2 separate regions of the Arachis hypogaea genome follow, and region 2 is linked to region 1. The links are chromatin contacts, called in public Hi-C maps. All regions are on one chromosome and are shown on one strand. The core of a region is the stretch at or near the end of the contact, and the rest is flanking DNA. Distances in the headings are between cores, read along the strand shown.

Region 1 (7,880 bases), core at 1,607-4,106:
AGTTGAATTACTTGAGGGATGGTTTGGTTCTTTGGCTATTTCGGTTGGAAGGTAGTGAAAGTATGAAAGATATTGGGTTAGAACTAGAATTCCCTATGATAGTTGCCAAGTTATAGATTAGTGAGAACTTAGGATGGAGATGACAAGGTGAGAAGTTTAAGATGCTCAGTAGATTTATGTTATAATACATTGTATTTATCTAGCATTTTTACCGTACTGAAAATTCATGGGTCGGGAGTTCTCATTTCGTATATATTGTCTGTTTTTCAGATGCAGGTCCTGGTGCTCAGCAGTGAGCTGGATTCGTCTGGATGACGGCGGAGTCTATCTGATTCTGTTTTGTGCTTTTTGATCTCTCCCCTTATTTTGAAAAACCAATTATGATGTATGCATGTATTCTTTTAAAACTTGCCTATAGAGGCTTTGATGTATTTTGAGAGAGATAGAAAATTACTGTTGTCAACTAATTTTATTTCTGTACCCTAGTCGGCCTAAACTTCGCAGGTCGCGACTAATGGCTATTTACTCATGTTATATATGTATATTTATATATACGTCTTGTTCTTATCTTATTCTTATCACTTTCTGACATGTGTTTTACCTTTCGTCTGCTATCTATTTACGAGAGTGTCTTTTCGTTCGCGATTTTATTTTGTTTTCCTTTCAGGGTTCTCGTTTACTAGTTCTTTCACACACACACACACACACATATATATTCTTACTATAATCCACCCTAAGAGTCGTACCACCTTATTATCATTGACTTATGACTCGAGCATAAGGATTTGAATATTAGGATGTAACAAGATCGATAATCTAGAGAATAAGTATAAGTTCTAGAAGCATAAAATCAACAATAGATGCATCAATACATTTATTTATCATTCTCCTTACAATTTAAATGAAATATTTTCTATAGAACTAAGGAGAATGATAAATAAATGTATTGATGCATCTATTGTTGATTTTGTACCTCTAAAGCTTGTATTTGTTCTCTAGATTATCGACTTTGTTCTTGTACTGCTGTCACATAGGATATTTCGTTAATTATTTAACTTTGACCTCACGTTGGGACTATATTGAAGCTAAATGAAACTTTTTTGGATTCAAATAGGACATTTTAAACCTTAAGGACCAAAACAAGATTACGCCAAACGTAGGTGACTAATTTAGTACTTTACCATTTTATTAATTTCATTAAAAATTAATTAAAATACCTAAATTACCCCTTTTATTATCTTTAACATTTTTTTCATCTCTTCCGGAGTTAGATTTTCTCCTCCTCTACATACACTCACCTTTTTTTCTTTTGCTATCAGATCCCTTTTCTTTCTTCTCCACACGCGATAGGCGGTGGCGACGCCGGCAATGGTGGCTTTTCCACGCCGTTGCCTCTTTCTTCATTCTTTCTCTCTTCTGTTTTTTCTCTCCCTCTCTGCCTTGGGTCTCTTTCTACGTTCTTTGTCAGCGGTGGCAACCTTTCACCGAGAACGCCTTTTTCTCCCTTTTCTCTTTTAGCATTTTTTCTTTTCTGTTGATTTTGTTCAACAAGAGCTAGCCCAAGTTATGGGCCTGGACCGTCAGGTCGAGAAGTCCGAATTCAAGAAGCTCACCTACCTCCGGTGCACACTCAAGGAGACCCTTTGCCTCCACCTGCCGATTTCCCTCCTCCTCCACGAAACAGCTGAAGAAATAACCATTGGAGGCTACTCCACTATTTCTCTTCCAGGTGCAGGGGGAGAGTGATGTAGTTTTGGCGGTTGGGCTGTGGAGGATGAGGAAGTGAAGGGTTGGAGAACATCAATGTACAAATCTCTGAACTCATTGTCGTCTACAACTCATCCCTCTTCAGACCTTATGATTAACGACCGCGATGATGTCGTTGCCGCGCCATTGGAGCCGGTCGTATCCGCTAAGGTTCCCATGATAGCAATGTTGAAATCACCCTAAGGGTTTCTCTGGATTTGAACCATGGCAAAGAATTGACTTCTGGTGTGGACGCTGAGACAAAAGGTAGTTGTGGCAAACGGTGATCCAAATCAGGACGGGGAGGAGCAAGACTAGGGCAAGGACGCCGCATGGCCTTCTGATGGCGATAAGAAAGATATCGAGTTGGCCAAATCTAGCAGTGGAGTGGTTACGCCACTCAAAATTGGGTATAGCGATCATGGTTATCATCCATTCCATTCATAATATAAGATCAGTGTGTTGTGTTGATTGTAAAGCAATTACTTGTGTTGAGGTTTTGTTTTCAACCGCCCAACCACATCAGTCTTCCTCTACACCTGGAAGATGGACTTAAGCGACGTCTTCGAACTCACCTCTCCCAGAGCCACACGCCTCTCATCACTGTTCCCACAAAGCGCATGCTCTTTATTTGTTGGTCTTGCTATTTATCTTCTTTATCTCATTTTTTTGTCTCTGTTTGTTGCTGTGTTGTGTTGATGATGGTGTTAACAGTAATGATAGTAGTAATAGTAGTAGTAATATAGTAGTAGTATTGGTAGTAATTATACTAGTCATATATTGATGGTATTCAAAATTTGAAAAAAAAATAATAATTTTGTTATTAATTGAGTTAAGTTGAAGAATTTAAAAAATTAAAGATAATGAAAGAAATGAAGATAATTTAAATATTTTAATTAATTATTTTAGTCGAACATAATTTATTTTTCATAAACACAATATTAATTTTATTCTTTTATGGTTAATTTTATCCGCATCTAATTATTGTTGGAAATAGTTATTTATTCCATGAAAATATAGCTTCTTTGAACATGAGCAGAGAAACACATCCAAACGATGTCGTTTTCAGAATAAATAAAAGAAACAACTTAGAACACGACCCGTGGTAGAAATCATCTTCCAGTAAAGCGCTTAAGTCATTATACATCTTCATCAAAGTACTTTTTACTCCTTTCGATCCTCAAAATCACAAACACCCTCTAAACGACGCCGTTTTGCACCAACTACTGCCAAAAATTTCCCTAAACCCTAGCTCAGAATTCCCTTTCGCACTTCCAAGAAAAGGGAGCTTTTTCACACTCACCATGTCCTCCGAAGACATAGGTCTCGTACCCGACCAGAGGATTGAAACCGGTCTCAGCTCCTCACTCGTTTTTCAAGACGAAACCTTGCGTTTCAGCTGCGGGGGACCGCAGCGTCGGGTCGGGGACCCGGGCCCGAAGACCCGGGAGCTTGGTGGGTTCATCGATGACAAGATGTTCTCCATGGAGCGCGACCGGTACTTCGCCGCACAGGGCTCTGAGTTCCGCCGGAGCGTCTACGGCGACTGCTCCGGCCGCCGTGATCCGCCGGGCGCACGCAATTGGAGTAGGAATGGTGGCGCCAACACTCCAAGCGGCGACGAATCCGACGGGGATGATGACGAAGATGATGACGATGACGACGATGACGACGATGACGTCGAAGGTGATGAAGGGCTTGTTGGTGTTGGTGATGGAAGCAAGCGCAATTCGAATCCAATTCTTGACATTAACGGTAGCAACGGTAGCAACGGTGGTGGCGGTGGTAGTTTGGGTGGTGTTAGTGCTGCAGAGCGGATGGCAAATGGGAAAGGACAGCATCATTCGTCTTATGGTATGAATTTTGAGACAAGTTTTGAATTTTTGCTTTATGTACAATTGCATTTTGATTTTGAATTTGATGTTTTTGTTGAGTTGTTGTAGTTTCTACTAGAGAAATGTTTGGGAAGGATGGTGATATGGGGCAGCTGGTGCATAACAATGCGAGTGGTACTGATGAAGATCATCATCAGAGAGAGAGATTGGGTAAATCACAGAGTGCTGTAACCATTGCTGAAACTGATTGTGATGAGTACTATTCACATTATCTTCATGGCACGGAAGGATCGGGTTCTGTGCAGAAAGTTATGGTGGATGAGAATGGTTGTGGGTTTAGTGGAAGAAAGGATGTTCTGTTTTCAAGCGAGTCAGGGGAGTCGTTGAGGGCAATTCTTTCTGATCCTGTCACGTAAGTCTCTTTCTGAGTTTGATTAACTTATTTTGCAGATTGACTCTTGTGCAGAACTAGTGTGTGAGGTAAATGAATAAACTTAAGTGCAGAATATCAACCATTTGCACAATTATACATGGTTGATTGATCCATCAGCCAAAAAAATCAGTCCGGCTTGTTCAAAACTGGTGGCATTTGTATTTTTCTTCTTTTAAATAAGGCTTGTTACTGGCTTATGCTTGCTTTATTTGATTTGATTGCTTTATCTTCTGAAAACACAGAGGTGCACTTATGGACGATGCCATGATATTACCTTGTGGGCATTCATTTGGTGGAGGTGGAATACAGCATGTTATTAGAATGGTGGGTTCTAAGCGATCAAATGCTGTAACTTTTGGACTTACCTTTTCTGTGACTAGTCATCTGAAAAATGTTTTTAACTATGGAGCTGGTAATTTTCAACATCTTTCTCTCATGTATGACTCTACATGCAGGATTGTAAAAGTAACTAATTGGGATGTTGTGGATAAGTACTTATGAAGAGTCACATAGGATAGGAGATAAGAATATGGTAGTACTGAGTAACTTAAATGGCAAGTCCTGGAAAAGTAAAACAATAGTAGTCTCAAAATTGATTCATAGATTCCAAATTTCATTTCCTTTGAGAACATGGAAGGTTATTGAATTGGTTTCGAGGATATGGAACTGGAATTTTTAACAAAGTTTGTAAAGAAAATGATATTGAATAGTGATTGCAAAAAATTTATCATGTTACTTTCATATTATTTGAGTTGCTGATCAACATATTATAGAATGTAGAAGTTTTGAGAGCAACTTATGTTTTTATTATCATGCTTCAGGACTTTTCTCATTCAGGAACACATGTATTTATGTAGCTAAGATAATGTTCATGTGATGCATTTTCAGAAAGCTTGCTGCACCTGTTCTCAACCCACATCCGAGGAATCGATATCTCAAAACCTATGTAAGCAAATTATGTTCAAATTCAATTATTTATACTCAAATAAGTTCCAGTTAAATGAACAACAATACTATACTAATTAATTTCAATTTTTGCTGATCACTTTTTGTGCACTTGGGTTTTGCTTTCATGTTGCTTATATGTAATGTACGCAAAAAGGAAAAGTACTATAACAAAAATGGGCTAGGAAGAGTTGAAAGGATTTCCAAACCTTCCTTTCTGTATTTGCAGTGCACTAAGTTGCTAACTACACACACTCCCCTTCCATCAATGCTTTCATTTACTAAGCAAAAACTAAGCAAACCTTTCATCTAAAAAGTTTATATATTGAAAATGCAAAATGCTGGATATGCGATACCTTCATTTTGTGAAGACAAATAAATGTATTATAACTAGTGATATCCTTTTTAACAATCCTAATTTGTTCCTTGATTTCTTGTGGGTCCTGTGCTGACTGCCCTGACCAGCACTTCGAGCTGCTGTGCAGGCATATCGGCGTGAAGAGGAGTCACAATTTTACCGGTCATCTAAAAGACGAAGAGAGAGATTTGATCAGGTGTGTGTTTCCATTCTGAACTATGTTTCTGTCTCTGTAAGTTGAGAAAATGGGATGAAAGGAGATTAGGATCTTACCTCATTTTTAGGTATATGTATATGTTGCTTTGACATTTTCCTTATCTTTTAATATGAGATATGTTTTGCATAGGACAGGGTGGTTTTGGAGATTCAGCTGTTGTAGAACCACCAAGGGGGAGAGGTGTTCAATTTCCTTTTGCTGTGATGGACCGTGTTATCATAAAGGTAGTATGCAAACATAAATGAGTTTACTTGGAGAATAATTTTAATGTATCAGAATAAATAATTGGAGAGAAATTGGATCAGGGAAACAAGAGGACACCGCAACGCTTTGTTGGGCGTGAAGCTATTGTAACAACACAATGCCTTAATGGATGGTTAGTGACTATATCTGATTTTTTTTCCTCTAGCAGTTAATTGCTTTCTTATGTAAATTTTGTGTTTCTAATATATAATGCTAACTTCCAGTGTGAAGTGAACTTGAGTGATGTTAAAGGCTATATATAACTATAAATAAATAATAAATGATCTTGCAAACATTATGCTACACTTTAAAATTGCTTGCATTGTTAATCAAAGACTTGGAATTTCAAAATTTACAGGTATGTGGTGAAGACACTGGACAATGCAGAGAGTGTGAAATTACAGTATCGGTCCCTTGCTAAGGTTTTGGATGATTCTTCAAAACCTTCCTCTACCAAGATGCCACCTAATTGGCGTTAGTTCTGAGCCATCAAACGTAGCTGATCATACTTCTCTACCAACATGATTGTGCTTTTGAAATCCCAGTGTTAGTGTTCCTTGTTGCAATAAAACCGTGGTAGCAACAGATCGTGTAAATATAGAAAGCCTTGTGCTTTGTGTTCCTTAATATTTATGATTGTATTTAATGTAATCATTTTGTTATACATAGATAATATTAGATACACTAACAGATTTATAGTAAAAAATGAATATGATTATTTGGTTTCAGTTTATGAGCTACGGGCATTGCATGTTTTCCAATTCCATTGATATAACCAGTATTTTCTGAAAGCGGGAAGTGCTATTTCACGTTTCAACTTGAAGTTTGGGTTGGACACTTTAACTAACAAAACGTGGTTGTGCACAAAGTTGTTGAATAATTTTGAATCTTTAAAAGAGCGAAATAGCATGTCACAAAAATATAAGTCTTCACACTGCCGTATATATGTTCTTTAAACACATTAACACATTTATAATGCGTTAAATGTTCACACCGTTGACTGTTCAACTATTATTTTTATTTTATTTTATTTTTCTTAAATCCCTCTTGCGTTTTAGAAATATGAAATTATTTGATATGGAGTCAAAGATATAACTTTCGTCAAAATCAACATTTCGGGCTTGGAAACTTCTCATAAATAAAAAAAACATTCAAAAACAAAATAAAACTTTATTACCCAAACTCTAGTTTTTCTTGTTTTGGTTTGGGTGGCGGGACGGGCCCATTTAAATCGGACGAGTTCCACCCAATTATGGTTCTTTTGTTTTTTAACATTATATATATTGTTTTTAGTAGTAAAATAAATTTTAATGTGGTTCCACCCAATTAGAAGTTATTCTTAAAGAAGAGGAGATAATGTGGTTACAAAAATTTAGACAACAGTGGACAAAATAAGAAGATAGGTTCTTTCATACAAAAATTCTTATTAGAAGAGGTAAAAATAGGATCCTTAAACTTAAAAATGTTTATGGAAGATGGTGTGATAATGTGGAAGAGTTAAAAAGTTTAGCTGTTGACTATTATAAAGATCTCTTTTGTCAAGATGAATATGCAAGTACTATCTTGCCAACCACTTATACCTTTTCTCAGATTGAGAATCGATACAGAGATGCGATGCAAGCTGTCCCTACTCATGAGAAAATTAGTAGAGCTATTTTCAGTATGGGATCCATAAAAGCTTCCGGAGAAGATGGATTTCCAGCTTTGTTTTACAAGGAACATTGGAACACCATCCAGTACTCAGTTTACACTTGTATAACACATTTTTGGGAAGAACCAGCAACCATACAAGAGGTAAATCAGACCTTAATCACTTTGATTCCAAAAGTCAATCAGCCGAAATACATTACACAATTCAGGCCAATTGTCCTTTGTAATGTGGTATATAAATGCTTATCAAAGATCCTTGTAGAGAAGATTAAGCCCACCTTGGCAAGCCGAATAGCACCAAATCAATCTAGCTTCATTCAAGGATTGATGATTCATGACAACATCATCATTGCTAAGTAAATGGTTCATGAGATGAGAAGGATGAAAGGGAAAAAATGATATATGGTGGTGAAGATTGACTTTGAGAAAGCATATGATAGACTTACCTGGAGT
Region 2 (7,880 bases), core at 1,668-4,167, 780 kb after region 1:
ATAAAGGAACAAAAATAATGTATTAAATTTCATTAGCACTATGGTGCCGGCGTGACAAAACTCGGAATCCCAATTCATTAAACGAAATTTTGTTCTCTACTTTAAAGGGTGTTGGCATGTTGTTACTCTTTATGCCTTGTAATTTCTCTACTTTTGAAGTTTGGAATCAAAGTAACTTAGACCTTCATCTACCTATGCAGAACACTTTGAATATAATAATAATTGACTAGAGTCTGGATATATCTCTTCCACGAGTAAAGATAGTGATTTTAGAGTTCTTATCGTTTGTGTTTTGTGCTTATTGACTAGTTTCTCATTCAGTGTTGTTATCAGATTTTCCCACTCTGCCTTTCTGAGGTGCTATTCAGGACGTAGTTTAAGGTAAACATGATATTAGGTAATGTTACATACAATTTTGTTTTACTTGTAAATATATACACTAATGTCTCTTGGGATATATTATACAATATTTAATATTCTTTGTATTTTGTATGACACTTATCTCCTTTGTAGGCATAACAAATTAAGAGCTTTCATTGATAATATCACACAACCTTTGCAGATTTCTCTCTATTGGAGAAGAATATGCTACCCACATGGAGGGGGAAAAGGGAGCATTAGTGTCTACTCTGAGACAGATTGCCAAGTCGCATGCCATTCTTATTCTCAGTCATATAAATTGAATTAGTTCTACAATTCGAATGTTGATCATGAACCAAGTATATATGATATCAATTTAAATATTCCTTGATTACACCTAAGATCCACTACAACTCTTATCAAAGGATAAGGAATAAGGAACTATGGACTAAAGTAAAAGTTGAACTGAGTTTGAACATAGTTCAGCATCAATATTTATTTACCGGAGATAAAATGCCATTTTAGAACCCAAATAGTTGCACATTGCTTGCTTCTCAATCTATTTACAATCATGTCCGAAAACATGCACAAACATATATGAAATCAAGTTAAATTTTCTACACTAATATCTACCTCTATATATCCTCAATTCTTCACACTATCATACAAGTACACAATAGAATATGAAAAGTTCTTAAAATCCTAATTCAAGTTTGAAAAAAAAATACATAAGCAAAATATACTTATCTCTTCATTTATTCCATCCCTTGCCTCTTTCTAATGAACTCCTTTTTTCTTTTCAAATTAGCAAAAGCAATGTCTCCATTCATAATATGAAATTCAAACACTCATGATCTAGATGTGAATGAGTCAAATTACTCATCCCTCCATCAGTGAATTCCAACAAAGTGGAAGGTTAAGCAGCAACTTTCAACTAGCTAGCCAATCTCATCAACAACTACAGCTACATGATCAGGTTGATACCCTCCTGAAGCATTATTATCTGCATGACTATTCCTTGTTCCTGAAGCTGCAGCCACAGCAACAGCCACAGTTGCAACTTCAGAACTTGTTGCTGGTTGCTCAATCAAACACCTTCTACAAGTTGGGCAAGAGGAGTGTGATTGCAGCCATGTATCTATACACTTAACATGGAATCCATGGTTACATTTTGGTAGCACTCTAACTTTTTCCCCATTCATAAACTCCCCTAGGCAAATTGCACAATCAGTGGCTTTAATACAACTATTAGTAGCACCTGAATTACCATAAACAACTATAGGAATCTGATGCAGAGCACTCTTCTTCAGCCCTTTAACCGCTAATCGCGCTGCTGCTTCGTCCGGGGTCTCGAAAGCCAACCTTCGGCTACATCTTAGAGCGCAACGCACTATTGAGTTGAGTCCCAAAGCACATATGAGTGCACAGAGCAAAGCAGCCAAGATAATCACCATGTTGGTGTCGAAATTCGGGTCGCCTAAGGAGGAATCTTTTGTCCTATTTACATCACCAGAGCTTGAACTTGTGTCTAGTAATAAACGGTGTGGATGGTGAAGAGCCATTATATGCATGTTTGAAAGACACCAATGTTTCAAAAAACAAGAACTCAGAATTCTTGTACCCTTTTTGATGGATTGAAGGAGCGGAGAGAAGGAACTTTTTTGAGTTGGGGCAATAAGCGTTAGGATTCTTAATAGATAAAGAGTCTCAGAGAAGCATCTTTGGTTAGAAGGAGAAAGGAATCATAGAAAAGATGGGTGGTGTGGTGAATAGTATGTGATTGTTTTGAGGGTGAGAAAAACCAACACAATCACTTTTCTCACAGAGACATAAACTCAAACACATGGCTCTCAATTCACTTAATGATCTGTGTGGACTCTAATCCAATCAAAGTTTGTTCCACATAAGCAAAAGGCCATCATGCAAACTAGGACTAGATTTTGGAGCACAGAAATTAAGAGACTCGAAACTGTGATGCAGAACAATAAGGTGATGGTGGTGGTGGTTGTTGTTGATGAGTGGTTTCTAGTGTTTAGAAAAATGCAGAGGCAATATTATTATTGGGACATAGATATTATGTTATGAAATGAAAGCATGACAACAAAACCAACTACTACTTGTGTTTTTGGTTTGTGTGTGTATCACTTGCGGTTATTATTGCACTGAGATATATGTATGATATGACATGCAGATTGATTTGATTTTATATTTCTTCTTCGTTTTTTTAAGAATCAACAGAGGAATTTTGATTATGGCACCTGATCCCACCTAATCAAAAATTATTAGTAGATTATTTAAAAGAAAGCACTTATTCTAAGCACCAAATCCTTCTTCCACTCCTCCACTCAACTCATTAACTTGAAATAATGTTAGAAATAAAAATAGATGTTCACTCATATTTCTTGTTTTCCATTCTTAGATCGTAATCATAAACCAAAAACAATAAGAAGCTTGTTCAGGTTGGCTTTTGCTGTTTTGGGGTTAGGCATCAATCACAATAGATTTAACGCTACATATTCTTTTCTTAGTCATCTTATTGTTTGATTTTAAAATGAATAAAAAATTCATTAAGTTGCATAATTAAACGAAGTTATGTGTGCTAATAATAATCTCAAAGACAAAATTTATAATGGAATGTAAAAGACGTAAACAGCTGACGGTTTAGGATTAGACGATTGCGAAAGAAGCCAAACGTGCATACAAAATTTAAGGGGAAAAATCATACAGCGTGAATTGTGACATATAATTATCATCAAGGTACTATGGAGGATGTGACTATAATAGGGAATTTTTACAATGAATCTTTGGTGTTGTGGCATGTGAAGGTGTGGTTAGATTTCTACATCATGGGCCACTCTAACCCCAAATGAAGAGAAAGGTCCAATCTATGGGCCCAAGAAAAGGGTCCACAAAGTGGCCTAGGCTTTCAGATTTTGCATAATAATTTCATAGATAGACACATGTACCCGTTGGGTTGCCTTAACTCCATGCAAGCTCCATCAATGCCCGTTTGAGTGTTTAACTGTCCTCACCTACTTTGCTGAATTGTTGGCCCCTTGCTGAGACATTACCCATGTTCATGCTTCCATTGATTTTATTCAGTGGCAGGATTTTCTGGAATTGGCAGCTAGCAAAAATTAATTCATATCTGTAGATCAACTAAATTAAAATTTACAGAGAATTTTTTATAATGAAATTTACAGAGATTCTGGAAAATGGGAAAGCTTAAATGGGCATAGTGTAGCCCAACAACTCTTAGATCTACCAACATGGTTGGGCAACATCCTTGTTTTTGTCGTTGGCCTACATCGTTTACTGCATGTCTGCATCTGATTAAAATTGTTCACTCGTTCTGTTGTGTTCAGGGCCCAAAATTGGATCACCTAATTATTATCTCAACAAATATTGGTTGACGCGGAGAAGAAAGTAAAAACAGATCAAAACAAAAAATCTAGTGATATACTTATATTGGCATTTATACAATGATTGCAATAGTGATAAGAAAATATAAAAATAAAAAATCTAGCAATATAATTTTGGTGTCATTAATTGTATTTTTTTTTTTTGTTTATATAGTTCAGTTGTGGAGGGAAATCGTCGGTTATGAATTTTCACAAAATAATTCGGTTGTAACTATAGTTCCAAACCAACAAATAATCCTTAATCAAAATTTAATTTGTTTGTCACTTAAGTCAAACCCAATAAAAATCGAGAGTATTTAAACATTGGATCGTCTCTTAAGGAATTACAGGGAATTGTACATATTATTGGTTATGAGAAAGTATTTTTGGGTTTTTGAGATGATGAATCAAAAATGTAAATAACAAAAGAAATAAGCTAACAACTAAAAAAAAGTCTTGGCAAGGAATGAGAATTAGAATTCCTATCCTCATTATCATCCTCAATTGTGATGATTATTGTCTCTTACTCTCACTTAGTCATCCTCTAACAATTGAACGAAAATCAAGTGAGCAAAGTCAACATTAATCCACAAGTCCTAATCAAAGATTAGTTTTAGTGGAGCCAACTAGCAATCCTCAATCACCAAGCAACAAAAGAGTTTGATAACTCAAGAGTCTCCAATGACTCAACCCAAGCTCAGAGCACAAAATTTTACACTAAAATCCAACCAAACATTTTATCAAACACTTAGAAGGTATAAAAAGAAAGCATGGTAAATAACAAGAATTAATAAAATCTATGACTACCAAATGCAAAATAATAATAATAACAACTCAATTAAACATCAATAAACAAAGAAACATCAAAATTGTATTAAAGAAAATCAAGATCCAACAAGGGTTCATAAACATAAAAATAACCAAAATAAGAAATTAACAAGAAGAACTAAAAGAGCAAAGATGTAGCAACAAGAAATTGCAAGAAAACTAATCAAGACAAGAATTAAAGTCTAAACCTAAGAGGAATTTAATCTAACCTACCCTAATTCTAGAGAGAAGAGAGAGCTTCTCTCTCTAGAATATAACTTATAGCATATTTCTATTCTACACCTAATTGCTCTCCCCTTGTTCCTTCTTGAATTTAGCCTCTAATAGCTTCAAAAATGAGTTGGATTGGGTTTCAGCAAGTCCAGAAATTGCCCCCAATGTGTTTTCTTTAATGAAGTCATGTGCTGCTTGTCACACATACGCCTGGGTCACGTGTACGCATCATATTGCGATTTTTCAAGTCACACGTACGCGTGGGTCACGCGTACACGTTGTATGGCAGATTCCCAAAACCTCATATCTTCATGAATTCTCCACTTTGCATGCTTTTTCTTCACTTATTCAATCTAATCCTTGCCTTATAAAACTGGAATCACTCAACAAACATATCAAGGCATCGAATGGAATTAAAGAGAATTAAAATTAGCAAATTAAGAGCCTAAAAAGCATGTTTTCACCCTGAAGCACAATTTAAGAAAAATTTACAAAATCATGCTATTTCATTGAATAAATGTGAGAAAAGTTGATAAAATTCACAATTGGTGTTTATCAACCTCTTCACACTTAAACCAAGCATGTCCTCATGCCAAACTAAGAAAGATAAGAAAGGGGTATCAATATTTATTCAATGTAAACTATCTAAATGCAACCTATCTACATGCATGCAACTACTTGGTCAAAATAAATCAACTTCCAAGAATACATATATGAACGCAAGGGCTAAGGCCATCATAATCAAATCAAATCCACAATTAAATTGAGTTATTGAAAAGAATTATAAACTTGCAAGATAAGAAATAATAACCGATAAAAACATAGAATTGAGTAATCGAACCCTCATTGGATGTGTATACACTCTAACGCTCAAGTGTTTAGGGTTGATTCACTCAATTATCTTCTAATCATGCTTTCTAAGATTTATTTTTCATCTAACAATCAACAATTATTCAATGCATGTATACCAATATCATGAGAACTTATCCATAGGTTATAATGGGACTAGGGTCAAGGTAATGATATATATGGTTAGGTGAGCTTGAAATTCGAATCTTTGATTAACTTAAACTCTCACCTAACACATATAACAACCTATACAATTCAATTACAAACCTAACTATCCATTCTTCACTTTTTCACACACTCATGTATTCTCTTCATTTCACATCATATATGCATTGTTATTATTACTTTACTTTGGAGAATTTTGTCCCCTTTTTATTGCTTTCATATTCTTTTTCTTTTCTTTTCTTTTCTTTTTCTTTTTTTCTCTCTTTTTTTTCAAAATAAAATATATACAAAAGTATCAATGCATACGGTTTAAACATTTAATGCATGAGTATGTACCGAATTCCTAAGATATTCAACAAAAATACAAAAATGTACTTTTATCTCTACTAATGTTCCCAAATTTTTCCACACTTAAATGATACACACTTTCACTAGTCTAAGCTAATAAAAAAATGCAAATTAAGGACATTCATGATTTTCGGCTTTAAGGCTAGTCATGTGCTAAAATTAAGAACAAAAGGGGATTAAAATAGGCTCAAAATTGGCTAATCAAAGGTGGATAAAAGGGTAAGGCCATTTGGGTAAGTGAGCTCAATGAAATGATGGCCTCAATCATATAAATATATCCATACACAAAATAATGGACATAAAAAATCAAACAAATTAAAGATTACATCATAGAAAGAGAATAATACACACAAGAATGAAATAGTGGTTATATGATGTAACCACACAATGAGACTAAAAAACTCACAAGCTTATGTGTTCTTAGCTCAAAAACATGTTCCACAATATATAATTCAAGCAAGTTCAATAAAAAATTTTACTCAAATCAATTGGGATGCCCTCTATGAAAAGAAATTTTCTTGAAAAATTTTATTATTTTGACTAAACTTATTATACATATGCAATTTAAGAAACTGCAACTAAGAATTCTAAAATGCCTAGTAATAAAATAAAATAAAAAATAAAAGTGTTAGGATTAGAACTTTTCACCTAAAAACGGCCGATTGGTCGGATGACCTCCCCATCCTTAAAAGTTTGCACCGTCCTCGGTGCATTCAAAGATGAGCAAGGGGGTACGATGACTACACGGATTGCCACCTTCAGCTGGTGGATCAATCGGCTGCTGTGTGTTCTTTCTTCTGCTTCCCTTTTTGCTTATGGTGAATCATCCTGCAAGATAGAGAACAGGATAGTAAGACAAGTAAATGCAAAGGCAAGGGAGCATAAATTGTTGGAATGAGGTAATGATCACTAAAATGAAGTGAGTGAATTAGTGTGACATTGATGAAAAATAATGTGCGAAGTCTATGTCACAATTACACAAAAGAAGCATGCACTTCACTTATTCTAGTGTGCTTGATATACTTTAAAGAAGCTTGTTGGTTAAGACAAATAAACAAGCAATAAAGAAGCATAAAAGTACTCAAGCAAGAATCAATCAATTATGAATTGGATAATAATTGGACATTGATCGATGTGCAAGAAAATTTAATGAACCAAGTGAAATATGAAATTCACACATCAATCAATGATACACTTTGAAGTTTAGTTCGCGTCATCTAATTGACATAAAGTGGAAAACATGGGTGCTATGCAACTTAAGAAAAGAGAGATAGAAGTTGAGATCAATCACATCGCAAGCATGGTCCACAAAGTTTAAAAAGCTCAAAAATATGTCACTAGGTAAGCTTACAATCCAATTTCACAATTCCTCAACCTCAATGCATGAATTAGGTGACGTAAATAAGGGTCAATCATAAACAAGTATCACCTAACAAAAAATGCATTGATAATACACAATTGCCTAACAATAGATAGTGAATTCAAATTACATGGTGGCTAGCTACAACATGCAATATAGGAATCCAAAAATATTCTCAAAGGAAATGTCATAAATTCTTAGTATGCACAAAATTAAACATGAAGAATTCAATATCAAGCAACAAAGTATAACCTCAACACAGAAATCCAACAATAAACAACTTCATCATCAAGAAACAGCAATTCAAATTAACAATCCAACACTTATCCACTAAAATAGAAAATTAAACAGAAAAT

What was found. A called contact is a pair of places that touch in the nucleus more often than the background predicts.
Region 2: a contact with region 1 is called in a Hi-C map of leaf, with 1.7 times the contacts expected there. The contact joins the promoter of LOC112784977 here to the promoter of LOC112783743 in region 1. A contact is called at or near these places in 2 of 8 Hi-C or Micro-C datasets (both in leaf).

What each region holds. Positions count from the first base shown.
Region 1 is chr20:102,821,668-102,829,547 of arahy.Tifrunner.gnm2.J5K5, forward strand. LOC112783743 (U-box domain-containing protein 62) reads left to right here and starts at 2,857. Exons shown (of 8, transcript XM_025826792.3): 1 at 2,857-3,600; 2 at 3,690-3,993; 3 at 4,257-4,338; 4 at 4,903-4,960; 5 at 5,425-5,513; 6 at 5,669-5,758; 7 at 5,840-5,910; 8 at 6,136-6,510. The coding sequence starts at 3,051. The coding sequence ends at 6,256. It overlaps LOC140182541 (a long non-coding RNA gene), which reads left to right. Exons shown (of 4, transcript XR_011878315.1): 4 at 271-567.
Region 2 is chr20:103,599,529-103,607,408 of arahy.Tifrunner.gnm2.J5K5, forward strand. It overlaps LOC112784977 (RING-H2 finger protein ATL74), which reads right to left and starts at 2,918. Exons shown (of 1, transcript XM_025828372.3): 1 at 880-2,918. The coding sequence starts at 1,931. The coding sequence ends at 1,299.